2 separate regions of the Gossypium hirsutum genome follow, and region 2 is linked to region 1. The links are chromatin contacts, called in public Hi-C maps. All regions are on one chromosome and are shown on one strand. Each heading gives the region's core, a stretch centred on a gene start, on an enhancer-like site or on the middle of the called end of the contact. The rest is flanking DNA. Distances are from core to core; before and after follow the strand shown.

The links. Hi-C and Micro-C count contacts between places; a contact is called where the count stands out from the background.
Region 2: a contact with region 1 is called in a Hi-C map of leaf, with 1.8 times the contacts expected there. The contact joins the promoter of LOC107945473 here to the promoter of LOC107945477 in region 1. A contact is called at or near these places in 2 of 34 Hi-C or Micro-C datasets (both in leaf).

What each region holds. Positions count from the first base shown.
Region 1 is chrD12:32,432,849-32,438,098 of Gossypium_hirsutum_v2.1, reverse strand. It overlaps LOC107945477 (chaperone protein dnaJ C76, chloroplastic), which reads left to right and starts at 2,450. Exons shown (of 9, transcript XM_016879497.2): 1 at 2,450-2,952; 2 at 3,388-3,516; 3 at 3,599-3,728; 4 at 4,623-4,743. The coding sequence starts at 2,725.
Region 2 is chrD12:32,695,586-32,701,060 of Gossypium_hirsutum_v2.1, reverse strand. It overlaps LOC107945473 (polyamine oxidase 2), which reads left to right and starts at 4,130. Exons shown (of 10, transcript XM_016879494.2): 1 at 4,130-4,636; 2 at 5,323-5,438. The coding sequence starts at 4,597.

The DNA.
Region 1 (5,250 bases), core at 1,201-3,700:
CTTATCTGGTTCTTGGGTTGGTAATCATAAGTACTTAACAAAACCAATTTGTTCAAAAATTTACAAGTATGTATAGAAAAAATCACCACACTAAAGTCACTAGATCCCAACAAGGCAAAGATCAAAATTAGAAGTCTGAAATAGGGGAAGCATGTTTCGAGGCATGGCCTTCAATGTCTTGAGACACACTATTGAATTTGACAAATCGAGTTTGGATTCGAATCCTAACTCCGTGTTTGACCCGTTTAATCTCGAAACACTTTAAAGAGACTATTTGACATTATTAATTAAATGTGTTTAAGTTTATAAGTAGAAATATCTGGGATTCATTATGTTTGAGTGTTAAGTCACTTAGTGAAATAAATGGTGGTAGTTTGAGTTGCTCTGACAACATAATGTGATGTCTCATATCCGGATCCGATAATTAGTATAGATTTAGGATAAATTCAACTTGGGTCATGTTTGGTATATTTTCAATCTTGACAATTACAACTATGTTTCTATCTTTTTAAAAGTCATCTGTCTAACACCCAAGACAATATATCTCCCTCACTAGACTTGATAGACAACATAATAGTCCCTTAAATCAATTGGTCATTTTTTATTCCTCATATTACGGACCATTTAGAATACCTACTAAAATAAGTCATCATTTCAAATCATAATCCATTCATATGAAGCAACTTAATATTGTTAAACCTTAGGTAATCAATGAACTAATATTTGCTTATATATTTTTCCCTTCATGCAAAAACCATTGAAGACGATAATGCACAAGATAATATTATAACTATGGAGTTTTATTAAACCAATCTATTCGAAAAATTACAAGTATAATGATAAAATAACTTCACTAATGGTATAAAAATCCAACAAAAGGGACATCAACTCAAAAGTTGTATAGATTTGTCATTTCATGCCTTTTGGAACTCCATATGGTTAATTGATTTGAGACAACTCGTGACTTGAACGAATCCCTTGGATGGATTCCCCCAACTGAATCTTTCTTTAAGATAAAATTTGTTGTTGATTATCTATCAGAGGATGGTTCAAGTAGTGACGGTATTCTATGTAATGATCATCGTGGTTTTGTCATTGTTGTCTACATAATGCAAATCCAAAATATTGCAAGCGCTTTTTTTTTCTTTTGTAACGAAGGCATATGCGTTGATCTAAGCACTTCATTTTGCTTTAAAGTTAAGTTTTTATACTATCATTCTAGTGAGAGATTCTCTTAATGTTAATTATGAGATTGTAAAAGTGAGGTATGGATACATGAATGATCAAACCGTTGATCTTCAATGGGAAGAAACTAGTTGGGGGGCTTTTTCATTGTCACTTGAGGCATGTCATTCAAGAAACAAAATTGGTGACACCGGGGACAAAGCCAAAATAATTTTTGGAGGAGGCCGAAATTAAATTAAAATTTTTATGAGAGATAAAATGTAATTTTTTTTCATTGCAAGCTTATAAATTTATAATTTCTAGAAGAATTAAATCATCATTTTATCATTTTAAAGGGCTAAAATTCAATTTTAACATTTTATTGACTTGTAATTTTTCAGATCTTAAAGAGGTTAAAACATAATTTTTCCATTTGAGGGGGGTCAGAGCCCTTACTTGCCCCCTCTAATGCTGCCCCTATGCAACCCATAGGTTGTCAGAGAAGGACTTAGGCCTCGCTCGGGATTGCTTATGAGATCAAAAACTATTTTTTTAACCACATAAACACCGCCAAACACTTGACTTCTAAGATTAATAATGAGGTGGAAATATGTTTTTCAATCTAAATGCATAAAATTGGAATTTAGGTTTTTTAGTTTTTGCCAATTGCATTTTCAAACTCAATTTATTAAAATACCTTTGTTTATATTAACTAGTTAAAATATATTTAAAAATATAGATTAATTTAAATTTTATTTATCACTAAATAACATTTATTATTGTATTTTAATTTTTAAAATATTTTTTGTAGCTTTAAATTTACAAACAATTTATTAATTATTAAATTTTTTTATGTATATTTCATATATAATTATATTAAATTATTTAAATATATTTATTTTTTAATTTTTAATATCATATCTTAAATAGACATTTTAACTTTAATTATAACTTTTTAAAGTAATATCAAATAGTAATTTAAATCACATTTCTTATTGCATTTTGCTACAACACTTTTAAATATATATTTTTTTCAAACCAAATTTTTTAAAACGACTTTTTAACCAATGATAATGCCAAAGTAGCCCTTAGAATACCAGACCAAAGGAGCTCCAGATTTTTTTCAGTGCAAAATAATAACCAGAGGAAAAAAAAAAGCTCTTGAAAAGTGTTTTGTGAATATATCTGAAGTATTATAATTTTGTATTAATATTTCGCGTAAATATAAAAAATAAATCATTTAAAAAACAAAAATCCAAATAAAATAATGTAGGATTGGAAGGGAGGGAGGCAGGCAGGCAAGAATTATACACAGGCCGACACGTGCTAAACTTACTCTCCAGTCTCTAGATTCAACTTCGGTCCCTCTAAATTCATGGAAACCAAATGGCTCTCCTTTTGCCATCTCAGCATTTCACCATTCCACGCCTGAATTTCCTCCTCTAAATTTTCTACTATATTAAGTAACGACATGCCTTTCCCTTCCCCTCTGCTACTCTGCCTCTGTCTCAAAGCTAACTAAACAAACAAACAACTAAAACACTAAATTTGCATGCACCAATGGCTCAGCTACTCTCTCCTGTATATACAGATACTCTTAAAATCCATAACCCATCTTTAAATATGAGCAGAAGAAGCTCATGGAAGGCCTATGCTAAGACTGGAGCTTCTTGGAGCTTGATGGGTCATGGTGGTCAAAGGAGAGGTTGTGGCAGAGTCAAGGTTGCTTCTGGAAATTCTGCATCTACTGATTCTCTTGCCGATGATTATTATGCTGTTCTTGGTCTGGTAATTCTTTTCACATTTCTTCTCACTTGTACTTTTCTATTTTATGATTATTATGTAGTTAGAAGTTAAAAACAGAAAATTGAAGTGTGCAACTATTTGGGTTCTTAATGATGAACTATGGGGCAGAACATTTCTTTAGTCGTGTTTTCTTTTGGTTTTATTTTGAGATTAGTAATTCTTGCTTGTTTCTTTCAAATTTATCGATTTGTTAGGGAGTGAATCTGACTGTTAAAGTGATTTTGTAGAATCATTGCATGGATAAGCAGTAATTGATATTTATAAAAACTTTATGTTTGCAAGTGATGTTGCTTAATGGATATTCATCATAGCCATAGCTACTTGGAATCTATATATTATCATGTCAAGGTAATTTTAATTTGACTTTTGTCGTGATTCAATCTCAGAAATCTAAATTTGTTTGCCATATTTACTTAGCTTCCGGACGCAACACCAGAGGAGATAAAAAAGGCTTATTATAATTGCATGAAGGCTTGTCATCCAGACCTAAGTGGCAATGATCCAGAGACTACAAATTTCTGCATGTTCATCAATGAGGTCTATGGGGTGTGTTCCCATTCAGAATGAACTTTATGTATTATGTAAATGTTTATTTGCCTACTGCTACAATGTAACTATTGCTTTGCAGGTTCTCAGTGACCCCGTACAGCGCACGGTTTATGATGAAATTCATGGCTATGCGTTGACTGCAATGAATCCTTTCATGGATGATTCCGCCCCAAGAGACCATGTATTTGTCGACGAGTTTAGTTGCATAGGTATGAGCTTTGCTTACATTTCTAGGTTTTTCTTTATGATTTAAAAACATATCAGATCAACCAGTTCAACTAGTGCAACCGGAAACTGGTAGATTAGACGGTTCAATCTTATATATTTAACCAGAATTATGACAAGCTAGAAAGAACCAAAAGGAATCAGAAAAATAAAAGTGCAAGAAATTATGTTCAAAGTATTTCAAATAAAATACAATTTATCTTTATCATTTGAACCATCCGGTTGAACTGTTTCAACCAGAAATTTCATTAATACCAGTTCTTTAAGTGATATGGTTTTGAAAACATTGATTTTTTCTGGTTGACATTCATAATTAGTTGTTAATGATTATTAATTTATAACCCAAGTGTCTTAAACCACTCCTCTGATATACAGAATGATAATGATCTCCTTTGAACTTAGAAATTTTGGCATTTCTAAATGCATATTGATTGCACATAAAGAATTGGAGCATGTACAAAATTTCAGCCACATTTGATCAAGGTTATGTCTTGCTTTATTTTTTCTGGACTTTTCATATTCCCTTAGGTACACATGTTTTCAGACATGCCTGTATAGGTATGATCCTGATGATATATAGAAAAACTGATTTAAAAAATGGGTATACATGTATTGGACACTTATACTAACATTCAGTTTGAGTGTAACATAGGTCTTTCTTAACTACAACCTAGTAGAGGTGCCTGTAATTTGAGCAGATTAGCTGTTAGGATACTTTTCTCTAAAAGTTTTTAAAAAGTTTTCATATGGAAACAATAACTGTAGCTAAAGTTACACTACTTGTGATTGGAAGGAAGTACCTACAAAGGCATAACTTCACCGCTACCAGTCTAAGATTCTAAACTGACACCTATAAGATGATTTTTTTTCCTTCACAGGCTGCAAAAATTGTGCCAATGTTGCCTGTGATGTGTTTAGAATTGAAGAAGACTTTGGACGAGCCAGAGTTCATAGTCAGTTTGGGAATCCTGAACTAGTGCAAGAGGCAATAGACAGTTGGTAGGTATTTGCTTCAGGGTATACTAATGTCATTATATCATTCACCTTACTTTAAGTATGCAAAATATAGTCAGCTGGAAACTGCTTTATGCTTCTTATCTCATATGTTTTATCTTCCGGTGATTTCTTTTGCATCTTATCAGCAGTGCCCTGCCACCATTTTCAACTTGCTTAACAATTTATCCAGTTCATTTTTACGATTATCAATCTTATAAGTAGGCTAATAGCCCCCTTGGTAAGAGAAACTTTAGAGTTGTTTGATGTTCATTTATGATCAACTAAGGAAATGGTGTGAAGTCATGTTCCAAAGCTATGATTAACATAAAGTTCAAACCATCAAATTCGATATTACATGGGAATCCTGATGAAGCACATTCATGAGAAAATTTCAGACCTTCGGTTGACTTGTCTGAATTATTACACTGTTTCCATAACTATTAACATATCAGATAAGCAAAGGAAGGAATTCTGGAAAGATGAACTTTTCAACCATGATTTCTTCTTCTG
Region 2 (5,475 bases), core at 2,881-5,380, 260 kb before region 1:
TTATTCTTGATCTATAAAATAGTTTATTTAAATTTATTAGCTTCAACTTTATATTATATTCAATTTAATGCATACGACTTCCTATTTACAATTTTTCACATTTTCCCCAAACTTTTAGATTTTTTTAATTTGGTCCCTAAGACCAAAACAAGATTATTTTCAGAATGAATCCATATACCCAAGTGCCAAATTCATTTACACCCAAATACAATCCACATAGCTAGAATTTTCAAGAAAACCATGCTATTTTAACTTATTTTCAGTTTAATCCCTAAATATAAAAACTAATCAAAAATCATTTTACAAACTAGATCAAAACCATCATCAAACTTCAAGCTTAAGAATAAACATAAAGAAAATTTCAAGAACATAAATTGAAAACTTTATAAACTTTGATAGTATTTCAAAATAGTCCTTAGGCTAGCTAGATAAAGTTACAACGATCTCAAAAACATAAAATTTACGAGAAACAAACAAAAATAACATTTACATGCATAGACTTTTGCTTGACTGAAACTTAAGCTTCTCTAATGGAGTTTCTTCCTTCTATTTTTGGTGAAGAAAATAAGGTAAAGATGATGCTTACCCATTTTAACTTTTGTTTTATTATTTTAATCATCATATTTTAATTAAATTATAACATATATCTAATATATTAACTTAATGACAAACGTCCATTAACAATTTTATGGCTAAATTGCCATATAAAACCATTATATTATGTTTTGTAATCAATTAACCCAATTAACCTTTAGCAAATTACTTTTACAAGTTTTACGATTTAGTCTTTTTTCTTTAATTAACCAACCAAACATTAAAATTTCTAAACCAAATTTTAATACGACACTAATGACCTCGTAAATATTAAATAAATAATATTTATGGTCTCACTCGTAAAAATTGTGGTCCCGAAACCACTATTTTTGACACTACTGGAAAACGAGCTGTAAATATCCACTAAGAATCATTCTTTTAGGTTATGACATTTCGAGCCTTACTAGAATAAGCCACAGGGGCACTGCTTTTAGATTTCGCCATGTACGTCGTTCTTTCAGGTTTTCGCCACACATGCTATTAATTCATTGTTCGCCGCAAGGTTGGTTCTTAAGAGTGTACCATAAAGGCTTTCTTTCATATTAAGCCACAAAATCTTTCTTTCATATTACGCCACCAAGGCTTTCTTTCCTGATGTGTTTACGATATGGATTTGCCTAAACTCATGTTATGTGAGGTTTACCCATCATCGTCCTGGGACACGTAAGGAACCCTATTGGGTAATCACTATCCTTTAGTTGCTTTCAAAATGCATCATTACCATGGGGTTTTCCTTCAATATTCATATCAAAGTTCGTGTTTTTAGTCCCGATGTACCCCTTTAGACTCCACCGCGGTGAACAGACATAGACTCTTTTGACAAACCCTTCATGCACTAACATAATTCACCTTCATCTTTAACTCCACAACTTAGACTTAACTGATCATACCTATAGAATACATCTAAGACACACATATACAACCAAACCTACTTCTCAGATTCCATACCATAATATGTATTTAATCATATAGTTACATGACCATCATACTATACTTCTCTAGCTTCGGTTTTATAGTTCAATCAGTTTGTACAGAGATATTTCATGTGAACAATATACATGCAAGATTCGGTGCAAAAACTCACTTGACAACTATGAACAGCAGCTTGAACTTCAGATCCAACAAGGAACTGGAGTAACCACTACTTATAATTTAGAAGAACACCATTAAAACTCATTCGTAACCTTTACCATCAACACAAACCCATATAACCCTTATACGAAACCTTAATTCTTCATCTTACTATTCATACGCTCTTATAGACCTACTATTTCATAGCATAACATACAAAGTCATAAAACTTACCTTGACATGGAGCTATTACTCATAAAATCCAGGATCTCAACTTTAGTTTAGAGAAGTGCCTTCGGTTCTTCAAGCCTTAGATAACCTTGTCTTAGAAGAAAAAAGAAGAAAACTCCCCCTTTCCAAAACTTGAATATCTATTATTATAATCTAAGTTCTTATTGGAACTTGACAAATGTCACATTATTACTGAATTGTCTTATAAAAAATCTATAACTTTCGAGAGAATGAATTGAGTATTCCTTTATATTTTAACTATTCTAGTTCACATTTAGTTGGTTCCTAATCAGTTTACCTTGCAACTTAACCTGCACAATACCACAGTTAACGGGCGTACTATTCCTGACGCGAATTCATATTCTCGGTACCAATTTTACTTGGCCATTGATCGTATTCCAATTAACATAGCCATCTGACAATGAATCTTTATTATCTTAACCATATAATTGTACACACTCGCTCTATGCGCCGAAAGATGCATTTGGGCAAAGCTTACTCCGCCAATCATACTACCTTAGGATTATACGCCAAACCTTGTACTCACTAGAACCGAAGTGTTACATTATTACTATTCTTAATAATTTATCTAATTTAATTTCAGTTAATGATTCAATCCTACTATTTCCATATTCAACATGTGACTATTTAATCATAATTTATTTAAAAATTCGGTTCAAAATTGAATTTTTCGACAATGTAGAAAATCGAGCCATTACAACAACTCCTAAATAGAATGAAACTCTTGTTAATCTAAACAACAAACATTATGGTGGAACTAAACTTTCTTGTTAGCTAAGAAACATAAAACTCCTAGATACAATATTTGGCTCATATATAATAAAAATTAAGCATTAAAGTTGAACACAATAAGATTTAAACTCGAATTAAAGCTCAAAACTCGTAATTTTCTGTAATAATAACATCCAAAATTTCTGCTTGCACGGTCTTCTCTAAAACAGTCATAAGTTGAGTCTCTGGACTCAAAATCGAGTGATTCAAAGTGCGTTTCGAAGCTAAGAGATAGCTCTTTGAATGCTATGAGATATCTCAATCAAGAAATGTCTAGATCCCATCCAAAAAGTCATCGCAAGTCAAATGATTTTTCAAATTTAAAAATTGACAACTTTGATGAATTGAATTTAATAAATTTCACCTCATCTATACGTATATAATTAGCAAATGTAATATATCCCTTGGCCATGCACAAACTGCATAGCACCACTTCTCCTGGATTTAGTTCCTTGTTTTGAAAAATAAACCAGTTCCTTTGCTTCCAAATATCAAAGCAATCCACAACAAAACAGATTTTTCAGTCCACCTGCCTCCCCGAGATGCTCCGGCAGTTTCCAATGCTTCCTCACAGCCAAGATTAGAAATCCCCAGCATAAAACATGTTCTTCACATCTTTTAAAACTAATTGACCCCAAACTTCTGTAGCACCAAAGTAATATCTTAGAGCATGAAGAGCGGTATCAGGATAACACCTGAAAATTGGGCAAAGATCTGAGGTTGAAATGCCTCTCCTCAATTGCTTACTATTTGTCAGCAAACGCTCCCTGACGGTTAGCCCTCTAATGGCCTTGAAACTTCCAAATCACATTCTATTTCCCAATTTGCACCAACAAGCTTGTGATGTGCTGCTGCTACAGTGCATATACCATTCACTGTGTCTCACCAAAAACTTAGGTCCATATCTGTAGTCACTGAAGCAATTTTTACAGTTGTTTGATGGTCCAAGTAAGGCACGAAACGATTCCAATCCCCAAAAGCCTTCCAGTCCACATAATAAAAAACGTTAGCTGAGCCTTGCAACATCATTGGGATCTCAAAATGTTGAATCAAAGGACCCATACATGGAATCCAAAACTATCCTTCCAAAACTTCACTGTTTTACCATCCCCTGTAACTCACGGAATACATTCACTTTTTGTTTTTTTCCTCCTTTTACCTTCCTAACAATAGTAACGCAGCAGGCTGGAGACGTTTATCACATGACTGAAACACCCTTATTCTCACAACCCTCACCGCTTTATGTACACGTTTAGCTAACACATACCTCTCGTCATGGTTCAACTAATTTCAATATCTTAAAGCACCTTTAAAATATAACCACGTGGTCTCAAAAGTAAGCGCGTACAGTTCCTTATCACCTACGCGAGTGGGAATACTTGGCGCTCTTTTTTTCACGATGGCAAAGCAACTCTATAAATTGAGGCAAGCCATATACAAGGATTCATCCAAAACGCCCCTTCGCTCTCTAGAATTTTCTAATTATATTTCCATTTCTCTCTCCCTCTTTTGTGAAATCTCCGGTTTCCAAATATACCCCCCGTGATCTCAAAACTCCGGCGATTAAAAATTCTTGTTTCGATCTCGAGATCTTATTATCATTGCCGGTTTCTTTCTGGAAAAACGGGGATTAAAGACGAAGAGGAGGGATAGAATCGGAAAAAGAAAGGAAATCGCATGAGCTGGTTGGGAAATCTGGGTTTTACTTGCTTCTCTTCGTTGAATTCTTCCAACCATTTTATAACGTGTCTTTTAATTTTTATTCTTCATTACTCCCCTCAATTACCTCCTTCGTTATTTAAATTCGAAAAAAAATCAACTGAGCCTTTATTATTATTGCTTAATTCTAATTCCAAACATAGTCCTCCCTTACATCTTAAATCTAAATCCTAATCCCGATCTTAATCCATGGAGTCGTCGGACAAGAGTAATCACCAATTGCGTGGAGGTTCGTTGTTTCTTTCTCTTTCTCTTTATGTTTTTTTGTCGGTAGTTTTGTTTAATTAATTGGAGATGCAGCTTATCTGACACCGTGATTCATTTGACAACATGCGATTGTATTAATAAAAATGAGGTGACTGGTTGTTTAAGTTAGTTTAACATTATTAGCTTTTCTTTTTCTTTAATTCTTAAAATTATTTATGTTTGACTAGTGATTATGTGTTATGTACGGAATTTTTTATTTAATAGGCAAGCTTAAAAATTCAAACATTCAATTTTTTTTTAGAAAACATTATTTATTTAAAACGTATCAAAGATTTTGTGTCATGTTTTTTGAAGTATACAAGGACAATTTTTTTTTCAGTATGATTTGCTTTTGTTAGATTGAAAAAAATATTTAAAGAAATGTTCTTTAAAAATTTTAAGGTTTGAGAATATAGTGAAAAAGCTATCAATAGATATATGTACAAAAATATTGAGCTGATAGTGGAAATCATGTCTAAATATACATGCATACAAATTATGAAGCATTGGGGCCATGTTGATGCTGATGAAATAAGGATCTCATTCTTTTTATTTAACATTTACTATATTTTCTGCTAATTTTCATGATATTAGAAGTTTCATTTGAAATTTGGCACAAGCTGAAAATAATAATTAAATAAAAGAAAACTTTTGGTTACTATTTGGAAGGTATTTGCTATCCAAATGGGGCGAGGAGGCCAGTAAGAACACCTTCAGTAATCGTGATTGGGGCTGGAATGGCTGGAATTGCAGCCGCACGTGCTCTCCATGAAGCCTCATTTCAGGTAACTAAATCTTCTAAATTTGGGGCTTCTCTATTTG